Linked DNA regions of Gossypium hirsutum: region 2 is linked to region 1. The links are chromatin contacts, called in public Hi-C maps. All regions are on one chromosome and are shown on one strand. The core of a region is the stretch at or near the end of the contact, and the rest is flanking DNA. Distances in the headings are between cores, read along the strand shown.

The links. A called contact is a pair of places that touch in the nucleus more often than the background predicts.
Region 2: a Hi-C map of seedling shows a contact between it and region 1, with 2.4 times the contacts expected there. The contact joins two enhancer-like sites. A contact is called at or near these places in 19 of 34 Hi-C or Micro-C datasets (anther, callus, cotyledon and 5 more).

What each region holds. Positions count from the first base shown.
Region 1 is chrD04:53,834,386-53,842,123 of Gossypium_hirsutum_v2.1, reverse strand. No RefSeq gene overlaps it. Among protein-coding and RNA genes, the nearest start is that of LOC107942989, 10 kb to the right of the region's middle. Within about 2 kb of position 4,898, at least 1 of the 9 cell types and tissues checked has an H3K27ac peak or open chromatin away from gene starts, as enhancers often do. A contact at or near this core is called in cotyledon, where this site is marked.
Region 2 is chrD04:53,869,794-53,877,531 of Gossypium_hirsutum_v2.1, reverse strand. No RefSeq gene overlaps it. Among protein-coding and RNA genes, the nearest start is that of LOC107949141, 8.6 kb to the left of the region's middle. Within about 2 kb of position 4,776, at least 3 of the 9 cell types and tissues checked have an H3K27ac peak or open chromatin away from gene starts, as enhancers often do. A contact at or near this core is called in cotyledon, where this site is marked.

The sequences.
Region 1 (7,738 bases), core at 3,649-6,148:
TATTAAAATGATGCGTAAAAACTTTGATAAAAAACAGCAATATGAAAATACAAATAAACAAATTATAAAACACATAATGGCAATTATTTAAATACTAGCATCAATAATCAAAGACCAATGAATTTAAAACAAAGAGTATAAAATAAAAAATATATAAGGCAAAATAAAATGTAAACAAATTTAAAAATAATGAATTTGAAAATGAACAATAAGGGAAAAAGAAATTTGAAATCAACAATATACAAATCAATAAATAAATTATATATAAAAAAGTAGGTAATATATATAAGTTTGGAATAAATAATATATAAAAAATGAAAATAGGTAATATACAAAGTAATAATATATAAATGAGTTTAAAAATAAATATTGTGTAATAAGGAATTTAGAACAAGTTATACACAAAACATCTTAAAAATAAATGGTATATAAAATAGATAGTATAAAAAAATTTGCAATTGATAATATATGGAAAAAAATTTTAAAGCAAATAATCCAACAATTTAAAATGGATGATTTATAACACGAGTTTTTAAAAAATAAACATGTGTGACATAATGTTAAAAACAAATAAAATATATAATTAATGGAAGAAAATTAAAGAATGATATGGTTAAATGAATGAACAATATGTAAATAAGAAAGTTGATGGATAAATAAATGAATAAAAGTAAAAGAATAATTAATGATTAAATAATTAAATGGATAAATAAAAAAGGTTAAAAAAACGTTTAACTCTCACAATATGAAGATTCAACGAAATTCCTCTACCAAAATCCAACTCAAATGAAAGCAACTTAAAAAGAAACGAAGATGAACGAAGAACAAAATAAGAACAAGCCACAGAAAATAAGAACGCAAGAGAGGGAGAAATTTGAGTGATTGCTCTTAAGAATTATTATTGCTTCTAACTCAAGTGTTTTACAATGAAGGGAGAGGTCTCTATTTATAGTTGTGCCTCCCCAAATCCAACAGTATAGATCAATTACATCAACGGCTAAGATTAAAGGGTATCTACAAATTAAATCTCTAATATTACAAAATTATATATTTTAAAATTGCATATCCTTGAAGATTATGTTTCCATATGCGTCAAGCTTGCAGATGGACCTTCAACCTTTTCAAGTAATGAATGGGTCATTCCGATCGGGTCAAATGATATAATTTTGGACTGGACTTGGACTTTGTTTTATTATTTTGTGTTTTTTTTGTGAGCCCGGGCTAAATTGACCTATTACAGTCATCTATTCGACCGAAAATATGAAGCACACCCTACGTATATCTATATTGTAGGATTGGAATTTAAAACCTCAAAATATTCAAAAATTCAATTTGTTATTAAGCGAAGATCTCAGTGGTATTATTTGTGATTATTAATACACTACAGTTGTGGTGAAAAATTATAATTGAGTTCCTTTAAACATAAAAATAAAAGGTTATATGTTAACTATTATTAATTGGTAGTTTGTGTTGTCAATTGACAAATCAACCAAAAACAAAACAAATTCAATTGATATATGTAGCCAATCAATTGGACCCCTCTTGTTATTGCCTTTTCAACCTATCAAAACATGTGTATTTGACAATTTGATGTACTATTATTGGACCAAGAGGGATTAACATAATTATATACCATCCCTCTTTATAACAATTTTACCTATAATATGTTAACATTTTAGAGGTTATCATATTATTTAAAAATTTTAAATTATATTTTATTAATAGTACTAATTAGTGAGATTTAAATAATAAAATTAATAAAATTTAGAAATATAATTCTATTTATTAAATATTATTTTTATTTAATAAAATATATTTTATATAAAATTTCAATTGTTTTACTAACATTTGAGACAAGAAATAGTGAACTGATTTAGTAAAAGTTATTATAGAAGTTAAAAACAAGACATAAAAAAATCGATTCTATAATAAACGTGACTATAGTAATGGTTGTTATATTCATATTATATTAATATATTTTCATTATTATAATTTTTTTAAAATTTTCATAAGTTAATAATTAATATCATATATTTTGATACTTATTCGAATCATATTTGACTTTTATTTATACATATTGTCTGTCATATAGAGGTGCTCATGGGTCGGGCCGGGTTTAACTAAAATTTTAGACCCGTTTGTTAGGCCTAAGTCTAAAAAATAATAGTAATATAATAGTGAAATTGTAGCAAAATAGTAAAAAAAGGGAAAGAAAATAGCAATAAAACAAAAAAAAATCATGAAAACAATAATAATAATAATAACAACACTTTTTTTTTTGCATATCCAGGTCGGGCTTGGGCCAAAAAAGCCTTACCCAAGGCTTAACTTATTTTTTAAATGGACTTTATTTTTTATCTAAACTCATTTTTCGAGGTTATAGTTTTACGCAAACCCTCCCAAACAGGTCTAGTGTCACAGTATCATTTCTAAACTTTATTCAATATAATACCATATTTTGTATTTGTATAATATTTGAGGCTCCCTTTAATTGAGCAGTGAAATTGACTCGTGGCAATAAAATTGAGTATCGTAATAATGAAATTAAAATCATATAATTATATTTTAATATTTTTTATATTTGTATCAAATTTAAAATTTTCTTTAACTGAATGATGAAATTGATTCCAAAGAGATTTTCATGGTCGACATTAAGAGGACTCTCAACCCTTCACTCTTCAAAAAGATAAAATGAAAGTCTCAAGACTTTTGAACATAAACTTTTTGGATTGATGCATGAATTTCATAGTTAGTACAAAACATGCTCAATAGCCTACGATAGAAGATTGGATAGAGTATGAATCACCTTTTTTGTTTTTTTAAAATTATATTATTAGACAAATCAATCCATTGTCTTTTCAATTGGCTAATTAAGCTAATTGTGACTTGCTTTTCAAACAAAGGTCAAACTTGTATGTTCGCCAAGTTCTACCGACAATAACTTACATAATCAACTCATTATTATGTTAGCATCTAAAATTCACGTGAATTATTAAACTTGAGTCATTTTCTACTATTCAATTCAATTTTATTTTGATTAGTATGTGTATTATTGTCAATGCAGAAGGACGTGAGTTCGAGTGCGCTGAAATACATTATCTTTCTATTTATGGGTTAGGGAGGGGTTATGAGTAGTTCTAAATATTGTGTAAAAAAGAGCCTATATGATCAGAACCTATAATAATATTGTTCAGAAAAAAATTGAATCTTATTTCATTGATTTTTGGCTATAATATTAGTTTTTATATATTTGTAAAATTGTAATTGGATGAAGTGACCATTCATAATAAAAATGGAAATAAATATCAAAAGTCTTTTTACATAATTTGAAAAAAAATTTATATCTACAAGATCTTATCTAAAAAGTTAATTCACCATGTTGAACGAGCACAATCTTACTTACTCATCAAGTAGCAATATCACCCTGATACTCGAATTAGATAACTTGCTTTAAACTTTCCTGCTAAAAACTTAGATCTTTCTTGGATCAAACTCCTTAAAGATCTAAACATCGATTTTAAGAATCCTGAATTATACTGAAAGTCTTCAATTTGATCATTGCTTAGTTTGATTCTGGCATGTTTAACCATCACTTATGGGCTATGAACGAACTTCAACAATTAAAGGTACAAACAATTTAGGTAAAAATATGTCAGCCAAGATAAGTTTTATCGTACTCCTAGCTATTCCTCAAGTTACAACTAGTGTTGTAGTTAGTAGATAAAATTGAAACTAGCAATATTAAATTCGATGCTTAATATGATATTAGGGCGTAAGTGTTATTCTATTTTTATTGCACGTTATTGGTCTTTTTTTGTTAACTTTTTTATGGGATAGGTTTTCTTATTTTGTTGAAATATGCTCTAAGTTCGTGTGTTGTTCACACTTTTAGAATTTAGTTCCCTACTTTTGTTTCAAGAAATTTAATTGTTTTACTTTTCAAATTTAAAAATGTAAGTCCAATTGTTAACTTTATTCGAATTCTCTTGTTAAATTCATGTTCATTACAACGCCTTTTTTTGTTACATATGGTTACCAAATTAGTATTATTTTATTTCAAAATGTCACGCCATCGAATTTAACATAAGAGTTTTAAAGTCGTTAACAATTGAATCTGAATTTTGAAAGATGAAAAGTAAAAGAACTAAATTCTTGAAAATAAAAGTAGAGAGACGAAATTTTAAATATACAAAAAATACAGGGACTTAAGACCTATTTTAACCTTTCTATTTCTACATACAAGTGAAAAAACCTTCCGTTTACACTTGTTCTAATGTATTGTTCTAATTGATGTTGAAACACAAGTCGGGATAGAACAATTTGGACGAAACAATTTTAAGGTACAGTAAAGAAATAAGCAAATTAGGGAGAGAATTAATATACAATATTTGTTAATGCAATTCTGATTCATCAATCTTACTTTGTAGAGTTTCGCTCAGAGAATGATTTTGCTGAATTTATTAGATACTTGAGCTCAATTTACCCTCTCACAATGTATAATTGTTGTCCCAAAGTCGAACTCAAATGGTTACAAATCACTTTCCAAAAACTTGTTTACAAAAGACACTCCACAATCTGTTGACAGATGTGACTAAGCTGCCTATTTATATGTTGTTTCAAGAGTCTCTCCAACAGTATTTTGATAAGTTTAAATCTCTAATTTAAAATTAAAATTATCTCATGAATTATCTCGAGTAATTATCTCATAAAAACTTTCATTATCTAGCTTCCCGCACATCCACCAAATACTCTTATAAAATAAGGATAAGGATCAACGTAGCATCTCAAACATTTCAAAACTCTCTATCTCTTTCTTCAAGCTACATGAGTAGATGATGATGATGCATGAATAGCTTCTTCATTTGCTACATAACAATGTTAAAACACATAAATTTAAAGGTCAAATATGCCAACACAACATCTTTGACCGCATTAAACTAATTTGTTTGAACTGCTTTTCGAACATGAAACGGGACAAGGTAATCAAAGTTTCTAACAATACGTATTGAGAATTGTTATATCAGTGATATCTCACATCTTCGTAAACACACTGAAATTTTTGTTCATAGTTTTAGTTTGGTTAAATTTTTTATTAGTCCCTATACTTTACAAAAAATTATGAATTTAGTCATTGTACTTTAATTTGATCATTTTTAGTCCCTATATTAATTGTTAAATTCATTCAATTAAGTATTGCTATTTTCAAAGTATGATGCAAAAAACATATTATCATATGTGTAATGCCATGTCAATTTGTTACTTCCACATATTACCCACTAAAAATCCAATTAATGGGTTAAAGACAGTCTTTTGCACCAAGACTGAAATCTCAAATTTTGAAAAGTATAGGAACTTGGAATGACACAACTACAGAATATTGACTAAATCTATAACTATACACTGTATAGGTCTAGTAATTGAATTTAACTGAACAATTTTAACTATTGTTGTTTGGGTCAAGATTAAAATTTCAAAATTCAAAAAAGTATAAGGGCTAAAATTGACAAATTCAAAAAATACATAAATTGAAATTGATCAAATTAAATTGACCAATCCAAAAAGTACATAAATTGAAATTGATCAAATTAAAGTATAGGGACTAATATCAGAATTTAACCTTTTAGTTTCTCTTGAAAATGATGAGAACCAAACACATGAAAAAAGTAATTGTAATTTGTGGATTCTAAGATGACGACTCCTTTTTCTTTGAAAGACGTGAAGTTTGGATTTCTTTGTCTCCAAGAATGGGATTATCTTAAAACATAAAAATGTTTGTTTATTTGCAAGTTGAGACATAAATTAAATAATATTCCAGGTGGGTTTGAATAGACAATTGGTTGCGGGTGCAGTGCATTTAGCTTATTTTTTGTCTCACGTTACAATATTGCTACAGTATTTAATCTCACTGTCACTGTTATTTTTGCACTAACTACAAGTAAATGCACCACCCATCCAAACCCACCCTCCATTCACTTTTACTTTCACAGTCTCGGATTCCTCAATTTATTACATTATCTATTTGATTTGGATTTTTATTATTTCAACTTAGGGTATAACTGAACACCCCAAATATTGGTAAGCTCGAGCTTGAGTTTGACTAGAAATTTAGAGCTCGATTGAATATTTACTTTTAAGCTTGAGACATAAATGAGTTGCTTGAGTTTGGGATCGATTAAGCTCGTTTATCAATTTTTGTACTGAAGTTCGAACTTAAATAGTTGAACTTGATTAAACTCATGTATTCAAACTTGAGCTCGACTCGAGGATTAAGCTTATAGTTAGTAATGTAATTTAATTATATAAAATATTTAAAATATATAATCAAAATGAAAAGCTCAATAAAATTGATTAGTTATTTGAGTCAGCAGGTATTACTAAATTCGAGTTTTGCTTGATCGATAGCTCTAGCTATTCAAGCTCGAGTATTTATCAAATAATTATTACTAACTTCACTCATGAAACTAAAAATATCCATTATTATCGTATCAAATAATTATTTTTTTAATACTTATTTTTATTTATTTATTGCTGTATAACCCTATTTATAAAATTTAAAATTTTCAGTATCAAACAATTTTCCTCTTTTTCTTTTAATTTTTTTTCTGTAAATGTTTATTTTATAGAACTTAAATATGTGTTTATATTGTCTTGAAATATCAAATATTAATTCCATCCATAAAGAAATATCATATTAATTCTTCTCTATTTGGGTTTGAAAGTTGAAACCCAATTCATGAAAACAGCTCCAAGGTTCGGCTTGTAATTAAATTAGCCCAATCCTATTAGTCATAAAACATGCGTTTGAATTCAACCAGTTGTCGGTATTGTATACTGTTTCAATCTTAAACCGGTATCAAGTAGTTTATGTTTCCTTCTGATCAAAATTTTAATGTGTTTCGACTCGTTTCAATTAATATTGACTTATACCGAGCTAATGGTTGAACCAGTTCAACCACCTGCCTAATTAGCCTACTATTTTTTTTTTGAAAAATAAGGAAATTGAAAAAATCAAGAACTACACCAATCAAAGCAAATGAAATGATGATAAAAGTTGGAATTGAAAATGTATAAATCGAAAGGCTAGATAGAAGGGAATGTATAAATTTGAAAATGTATAACACTTACTGAGGGAAGGACTACTCCCCAAAGATTTTTGAAAAATTTCTCAACTGGTTAGTATTGTTTCAATTGCTTAAAAAGACGTCATTGGCATGTTAATAGAGTGAAAGTCGCATGTTCATAGAGTGGAAGTGTTTCATTACGCATAGTCATTCACTTAGAAATATCGTATTTACATTTAATGAAATATTAACTCATGCCATATAGCATATGACATTTTTGGGTAAGATAATACCTCTTGAGTTAAATGGAAACAACATGGACCTATTGAGAGATGTATTAACTTTTGGCTAATAATTCCTTACAAATATTTTTCAATGGAGTTGACCTCTCATCAACAATAGACTTTAATCCTTAAAACTCCTATGGACTTGATTTTGGGCCTTTGGTGCATTTGCTGAACCATTTGCCTCATGTTTTATTTTAATAATTTATAACATTTTTTTATTTATAACAAAAACAATCATAATTATGAATCACATTTTTTGTTAAATTAGTTTTTTTATAACAAAATATTGTCTAAACTTTTAAGTAAAATTATAGTTTTTTTTAAGAAAAAGTACATAATTAACTCACGTAAGATTAATTCTATCCACCAACAACAAATCGAGCACCGAAA
Region 2 (7,738 bases), core at 3,527-6,026, 36 kb before region 1:
TCATATAAAACTTATTGATTAATTTTTATTTACTTGAAAAATTATTTTTAAAAAAATATTTATGAATAAAGGCTTCAAAACTTGACAAAAAAATTCAAGAGTTATTTTGCAAAATAAATTTAAAAATCTAAAATAATAATAAAAAAATATAAAAGAATTGAGAATTAAATTATAATGGACAGTTCGAAAAATTTTAAAAATTCGATCAATTCAAGCCGATATCACCTCCTTTACGACCTCCGTAATGATTTAAGTGTTGATGTAATAATAAAATACATTATATTTTTAATTTTAAAAATAATATTATTAAAATAGACAGCTACGAATTCCGCACATAATAATATTTAAATGTTTCAAATTTTAATCTAAAATTATTTTAAAATATAGATATTATTTTTTGGGAGTGGAATTGATAAAATCTAAGTGAAAAGTGGAGAGGACACACAACACAAGGGAGAGAGAGGATGAGAGTAAGAAATGGTGGAATGGGGTGGGACCCCACGCCGTACTCTTTTTTTGCTTTAAAGGGGGAAAAGCAAACCCCCATTATTCTTTCACTCGTAATACGTGTTATTTTCTAAAAGGACAAGTTTTGGCTCCTTTCGGTGGTCCCGCCCGTACCCAAATTTCCTATGTAACTTGTATAGCAAGACGATATAGCCATAGGTTAAAAATAAAATAAAATGAAACACGTGAAATGCATTGCATAACAACAATTTGGTTGTTTTAGGGCTTATTTATGAAACTTGGAAAATCATATACTATCATCTGAAGTTAAAATAGAGAGAATCGATATTGGTTTACCCCTGTAAACACATAGAGAAACAATTATTCAGGTCATGTAATCCGCTGTTCAATTATATTTCCGCCGAGCATTCGACACAATTGATGGATTTGTAGCACCTCCGATGAGTCATTATTCGAAGGACAACCTCAATAAGGAGTGCGTTATCGCCTTCTATTTCAACTCCCCTCTAAAATCTCTATCTCAAGCAAATCGGAGATCCTCGCATGCAGCTCCAGCTTCAAACTTGAAAAGCTCACAATCCTTCAACCCCTGTAGTGAAATCAACCAGCCACTCACCTGCCGAATCCCGAACAACCCCCATAATGACGATGCATTATTCAACCACACAATGTACTTTGTGTTGCTTAAACAAACATGAGACATAGTAGTTGAAGAGCAAGCACGCAATGTCACGGATGTTGAAAAGTAAGCAAACGGTAATGCTCAAACTCAAAACCTCTAGTATCGTGAGGATATTGTGAGAGTTTTGTGAATTCGTCAAAACTCTTGATAAATTAGGGAGACAACTTCGGTCAAGATTAATACCAATTTTATTGATGCACCTCTTTATCTGTGAACCTTTAAAAAAGTTGAACAGAACCAAAATACATCAACACATACGAAAAGAAAAGTTTAACTTAAATATCACATTATAGAAAATATAAAATTTAACGCATGTTAGATTACATTATTTGAATAATAACTACATAAATTAAAACTATATTATTTAATAAATTACAAAACTTATTAATATAAAATTAAATCATTGGAATTAAATAATAATTTTTTAGATTTGTTAATATTATATATTTATTAAAATATTTATATTTTTAATATAAAATTAAATCATTGGAATTAAAAATGTTAATTAAAAACATTTTTAAAGATCTAACCTCTTTTTTAATTAAATCAAGTTACAAATCCATAAAATTAAAATTTAATTTGAGTTTTTCATTTATGGATTTCAACCAAGTACTTCTATTATCTTTTTACTCTAAAGATAAAAAAAATTATAATGTATAAAAATAGTTTTTTTAATTTTTCTATAATTATAATAAAAAGTAAAAACTTAATTAATTAGATTCTTGAAAATATTATAATATATTAAATTATTTGTTAAAATAAAAATTTAAATTTACACAATACCTTTAAATATATAAACTAATATTGGGGTTGAATATCCAAAACTTTTATTGTTATATTAGTAAATTGAATTTTGATAATGAAATCAAATATTTAAAATATTTGTATTAAAATCAAATTAAATTGAAGTAATAAAAATTCTTTGACATATCTTTTTAACTATCAATTAATATTGAATAATAAATCTAATATTTGAATATATAATACATAAATTGATAAGAAAATAAATTAAATAATATTAAATATTTAATTTTTTTATTATATATTCAATGATTATATATACATACACCAATGATCTTATCTAGCTTTTTGACAAGTGAACAATCTTGAATGATTGACATAATTATTTTGATTTTAAATTTCCAATTTTTTTTTATAAAAAATAGGTGGTTGCTAAGTCGCCACAAAGGATAGTAACAAAACAAAAAGAAAAACAAGTAAATATTTGTATAGTTCAGACTTAAAATATATTTGTAAGGTCTTACTTAAAGAAGAATTTAATACTAAATTTTCGATAACGGTTGTAGTTTTAGTCTTATACATTTTACATGAACTCTCCCCATTCAAACAACTTTTCCTATTAAATGTTTCTACAACTCTTAACAAGACAAGGCTTTCCTATTGAAAGTTTTTAAATCTCATATGATAAAATAGTTTACTCTTTAGAATTTTCACATGTTAATGTTATTAGATGATAATGTAAAAAAAAAAGAAGACAAAAAATAAAAGAAAAGAAAAAGTGAGGTGTCAGCAAATGAGATAAGTGTAACGAACAATGTAATTCTATATATAAGTTGTGAAATTGTTAAAGTTGCCATTCAAATATTCACTTAGTTACAAATGAAGTAACTTACTAAAAATTATAACAGGAGAGATGGACTCAAAGTTTAGTTACACAATTCAAAAACTTCCTATTAGATTTTGTCTAAAGAGTAATCTACTATAAATCAACAAGTGCAAGAAGTGATTTAAGTTCAACTTACTTACCAAGTTCCAGTCTCACTCCTATTAGAAAAGAACTGTCTTTTCTGTATACTTTCCCCGATTCCGTTGCTATCGAGGGCTTTACGCAATTGATCGGATCATATAGATATCCTTTGAACATAACACAGGTCGTCGAAAGGATCTCGAAAACTCACCAAAAAGTTATGGAACTAATAATGTTTGCATTAGGAGTAAATAAAGTAGCTAGCTATCATTCTTAAGTTGCATTGAGGTAATTCTTATACAAGTTTGATGTTTTACTGCTATGTAACCTAATTGCCTAATTTAGTCCAAGGGCCGTCTTTTCTTTTGCATGTTATGTGCGATTTAGTCCAAGGGTCGTCTTTTCTTTTGCATGTTATGTGTGTTTGCTTGAAGACAAGCAAAGAATTAAGTGTAAGGGAATTGATCGACCACAAATTGATGTGGCAAATTAAGCTCTTCCGACGCATTTAAGGAGCTTTTTCTTGAGCAAAATAGCGTCTTTAGCATAGTTTTTTGTTATTTTTAGATTTTGAGTTAATAAGTGAAAATGTCTCATTTTTGCCCATATTGTGACCCAAATTGGCCAATAGTGCCATTGGGAGGCCTAACGTGTGATTGAGTGATGTAAGGACCTGTCGGAGGTGGAAAACGAGCGAGAATGACACCCAAGGGATGGGTATCGTGATTCCTCTGACAGTATTGAGTGATGTTAGCTATTGCTCAATCGTCATCTCCTTTGGGTTCAATCCTTGGATAACTCTGATGTTCTATTGTAACACTATAAATATTATAACTGACATGTACACTTGCAGTAAAATTAGGTTTTAAAAATTATTTTATAAATTCATTGTTTTATCGCATATACGAGATGCCGGTCAGATCCCATTCCACAAGACTTGCATAGAAGAACCCGTAATGGCAGACATAATACCATTTCGAAAGAAATCAGGTATACCCGCAGCTTTCAACGAGGTATCAATAAACTCCCAACTGACTCTATCGTAAGCCTTCTCAAGATCAATTTTAATTGCCATCCACTTCCTATGCTTTTGCTTACATCTCATGGAGTAGATCACTTCTTGTGCAAAAATGACATTACCTGTGATGTTCCTTCCTTCTATAAACCCCGCTTACTCCGGAGCAATGATCTTTAGAAATACAACTCTGAAGCGATTTGCTATCAGCTTCATAACTAATTTGTAAAGAACCGTACATAAATTGATTGGCCTGAAATGGGCAAAACTCACAGGGCTAATGCCATTTGGAATAAGGACAATTAAAGTATTATCCAAATACGGGTCAATAGCTTGTCTATCAAAAACATTTTCAATTCATTCACACACAACATCCCCAACCAAATTCCACTAGGTCTGAAACCAAAAAGCACGAAACACGTCAATCTTAGGCGTCTTTAGCGGAGACGTATCAAATAAAACTATCTTGATTTCATCATTTGAAACTGCCTTGCCCAAAAAAAGAATATCACTAGAATCAAGTCTTGGAAAATTATTAGATGGCAAATCTCTCATTCTATTAGGATGTTCCTCATATAATTTTTGAAAGAATTTGTTCACCTCCTATTGTAAAACTATTTCTTCATAGAGCCACTCACCCTCCCTCAATTTTAAGGGTCGAGATCTGATTATGCTTCCTTCTCTTTAAAGTGCTCCAGTGAAAAAAGGTGGTATTACAGTTCCCCAAACTCAACCAATTACACGTAGCTTTCTATTTTAACAATAATTCCTCATAATGAAGAACTCATTCCAGCTCATCTCGTACTTTCATTTCTAATTGAACTAAACTGTCAGAACTTGTGCTTTCCATCTCCTTTTGAATACATGAAAGCTTTCTCAAAAGATTTTTTTTACGAACGCCAATTTGACCATAGACAAACTTATTCCAAGATTTTATACTTGAGGTAAAATAAGCAATAGAGTCAGCCATATTCCCATAAATTTTCCAATTATCTTTAACAAAATCAGCAAACCTCGGATGGTGAACCTAACCTTCCAAGAATCAAAAGGGTCTACCTTTGGGCAAGTTACCCTCTGGTTTTAAAAAGAGAAGTAGATGCGTGTGATAGTTTTAATCTCAGTAGATGGGTAACTGTGCAATTAGGAAAAGTATTAACCATCGCGTCATTTCCAATTTTTCTATCAAGACATTCAGAGACCCCTTATCTATGCCAAGTAAAGGATGGTCTTTCGAATCCCAAGTCTTCAAACTCAGTAGACTCCATTAATTCACCAAAAATGGGACACCTTCTCCTATATCGTCTACCACGTATTTTATCATTTAAGGATAATAACGCATTAAAGTCTTCGATTATATATATACACATTAATTATCTTATATAGCTTTTTGACAAGTGAACAATTAAATTTCCAACTTTTTTTAAATGGGTGGTTGCTAAGTTGTCATAAAGGATAGCAACAAAATAAAAACAAAAACAAAAGCAAATAAATATTTATATAGTTTAGACTTAAAATACATTTGTGAGGTCTTACTTAACAAAGAATTTAATATTAAATTTTCAGTAACTATTGCAATTTTAGTCTTATACATTTTACATGAACTTTCCCCATTCAAACAACTTTTCTTATTAAGGATTTCTACAACTCTTAACAAGATAAGACTTTCCTATTGAAAGTTTTTAAATCTCATATGATAAAATAGTTTACTTTTTAGAATTTTCACATGTTAATGTTATTGGACGATAATGTAAAAAAATGACAAAAAAGAAAAGAAAAGAAAAGAAAAGAAAAAGCAAGGTGTCAACAAATGAGATAAGTGTAACGAACTATGTAATTTTATATATAAGTTGTGAAATCGTTAAAGTTGCCATTCAAATTTTCACTTAGTTACAAATGAAGTAACTTACTAATAATTATAAAATGAGATATGGACTCAAAGTTTAGTTACACAATTCAAACACTTCCTATTAGATTTTGTAACACCCCCTACCCGTATCCGTCGCCGGAATAGGATACGAGGTATTATCAGATTTTACTGAATAAATTTTTTTTCTCAATATAACCCGTTTATAAATATCTACTCTTCCCTAAAATTTTAAAACCGAGACCAATCCAACCCAACCAATCCATTTCAAAATATTTTCAAGATAGATTTACCGTATTCTTAAGATAATCTTATCACATACCAAAATAAAAATTTGTTAGCCATATTAATGGCTAACCATACATTCATTCCACATTAACATCTACTTTACTAGCTTATACATGCCATTGATTTCCAAAATAAAGTTTCTTTATGTACCGAGATCTTGAGGTTGATAGTGTGATGTGTTTCTGACCAAATCCGACCTCCGAGCTCTTAACTCTACAAACAGGGGAAAAAGAAACAGGGTAAGCACTTTGTGCTTAGTAAGCTCATGTAACAAGAATTATACTTACCTAATATTTTTTTTATAGAATGCAATAAACATTCATACATCCATTCAATACATTATTCCCCTATCATGCACAAACCCAACATTCAAATTAGTCCAATAATTTCCACATGTCAATAATATATATCATGATTGATGAGCTCATCAATTCCATGATTTCCATTTCCATGTTATTTTTCCATATTTATCCCGTTGAACTACTTGGAATTTCGATGGATTTTCAGGGGTACACCTAAGAGTACAAATTCCGGGCCCGTCAATTCATATTCATGTGCGCACATTTCCATTTCAGAGAGCACACTCCCGCGAACCTCATCCTTACAGCGGGATTACCAGTCCAGGCTAAATCCCCTGTAATATAAACTCCTAGAGTATTGTCGGGATTACCAGTCCAGGCTAAATCCCCTGCAACGACAATTACTCTAATGAGCTTGGATCTGAATTACCAGTCCAGGCTAAATTCAGACCTTAATTCGGATTACCCGTCCGGGCTAAATCCATTTTCCACATATTCTTCGGGAGGGCTATATCAGAATAGGATCACCCGTCCGGGCTAGATCCTTTTTACTGTCAATTCCTTTTCAGAGATCCATTGAATTTTCCTTTCATTCAACCGAGATTTATTTCCTCTTTTCATCAAGAATATCAATACTTCATCAATTATCATACAATAAACATCCAAATCATATTCACATCAATAACAAACATTTCGAGCATTTAGGAATATAATTCAAGTTACACGAACTTACCTCGATACTTGTTCGTAAACAAAAAATCTACTAATCCCGAACTTTTTCTTTTCCTCGATCTAGCTTCGTATTTGAACTTTCTGGATTTGGTGCAAAAATTATGAAAAACCAGCTTGAAGAAACCCTTAGGACATTTTTGGCTGATGAGAGTGCAGAAAATATGAAGAGAATTCTAGATATTCCACTTTAGTCCTAACTTTTAAAGCAAATTTTTGCAATATTCCAATTTTACCCTTAATTCTTCAATTCTCCTGATTTTTCTCAGCTATTGCCGCCCAAAATATCTCATTTTAGGGTTATTTGCAATTTATGTCCCTCCTCATTTAACAATTGAGCTATTTAATCTTCTAGTAACTTTTACACCTTTTTCAATTTAGTCCTTTTTACTTAATTGACTACCCAAACATTAAAATTTTCTAACGAAATTTTAATACCATTTTACTAACACTTCATAAATATTTATAAAAATATTTTTGACTTGATTTTACGAGATCGAGGTCTCGATACCTTATTTTTACCCAATTTCTTCAATACTTTCTTTTTCTAACTAACCACTAAATCGGTAAAATTTTTCTATCAATATTTTCATACGATTTTCCTATCATACCAATATTCATGCAAAAATATTAAAATAAATTTCTCTTTAAATCAGATTTGTGGTTACGAAACCACTATTTCGAT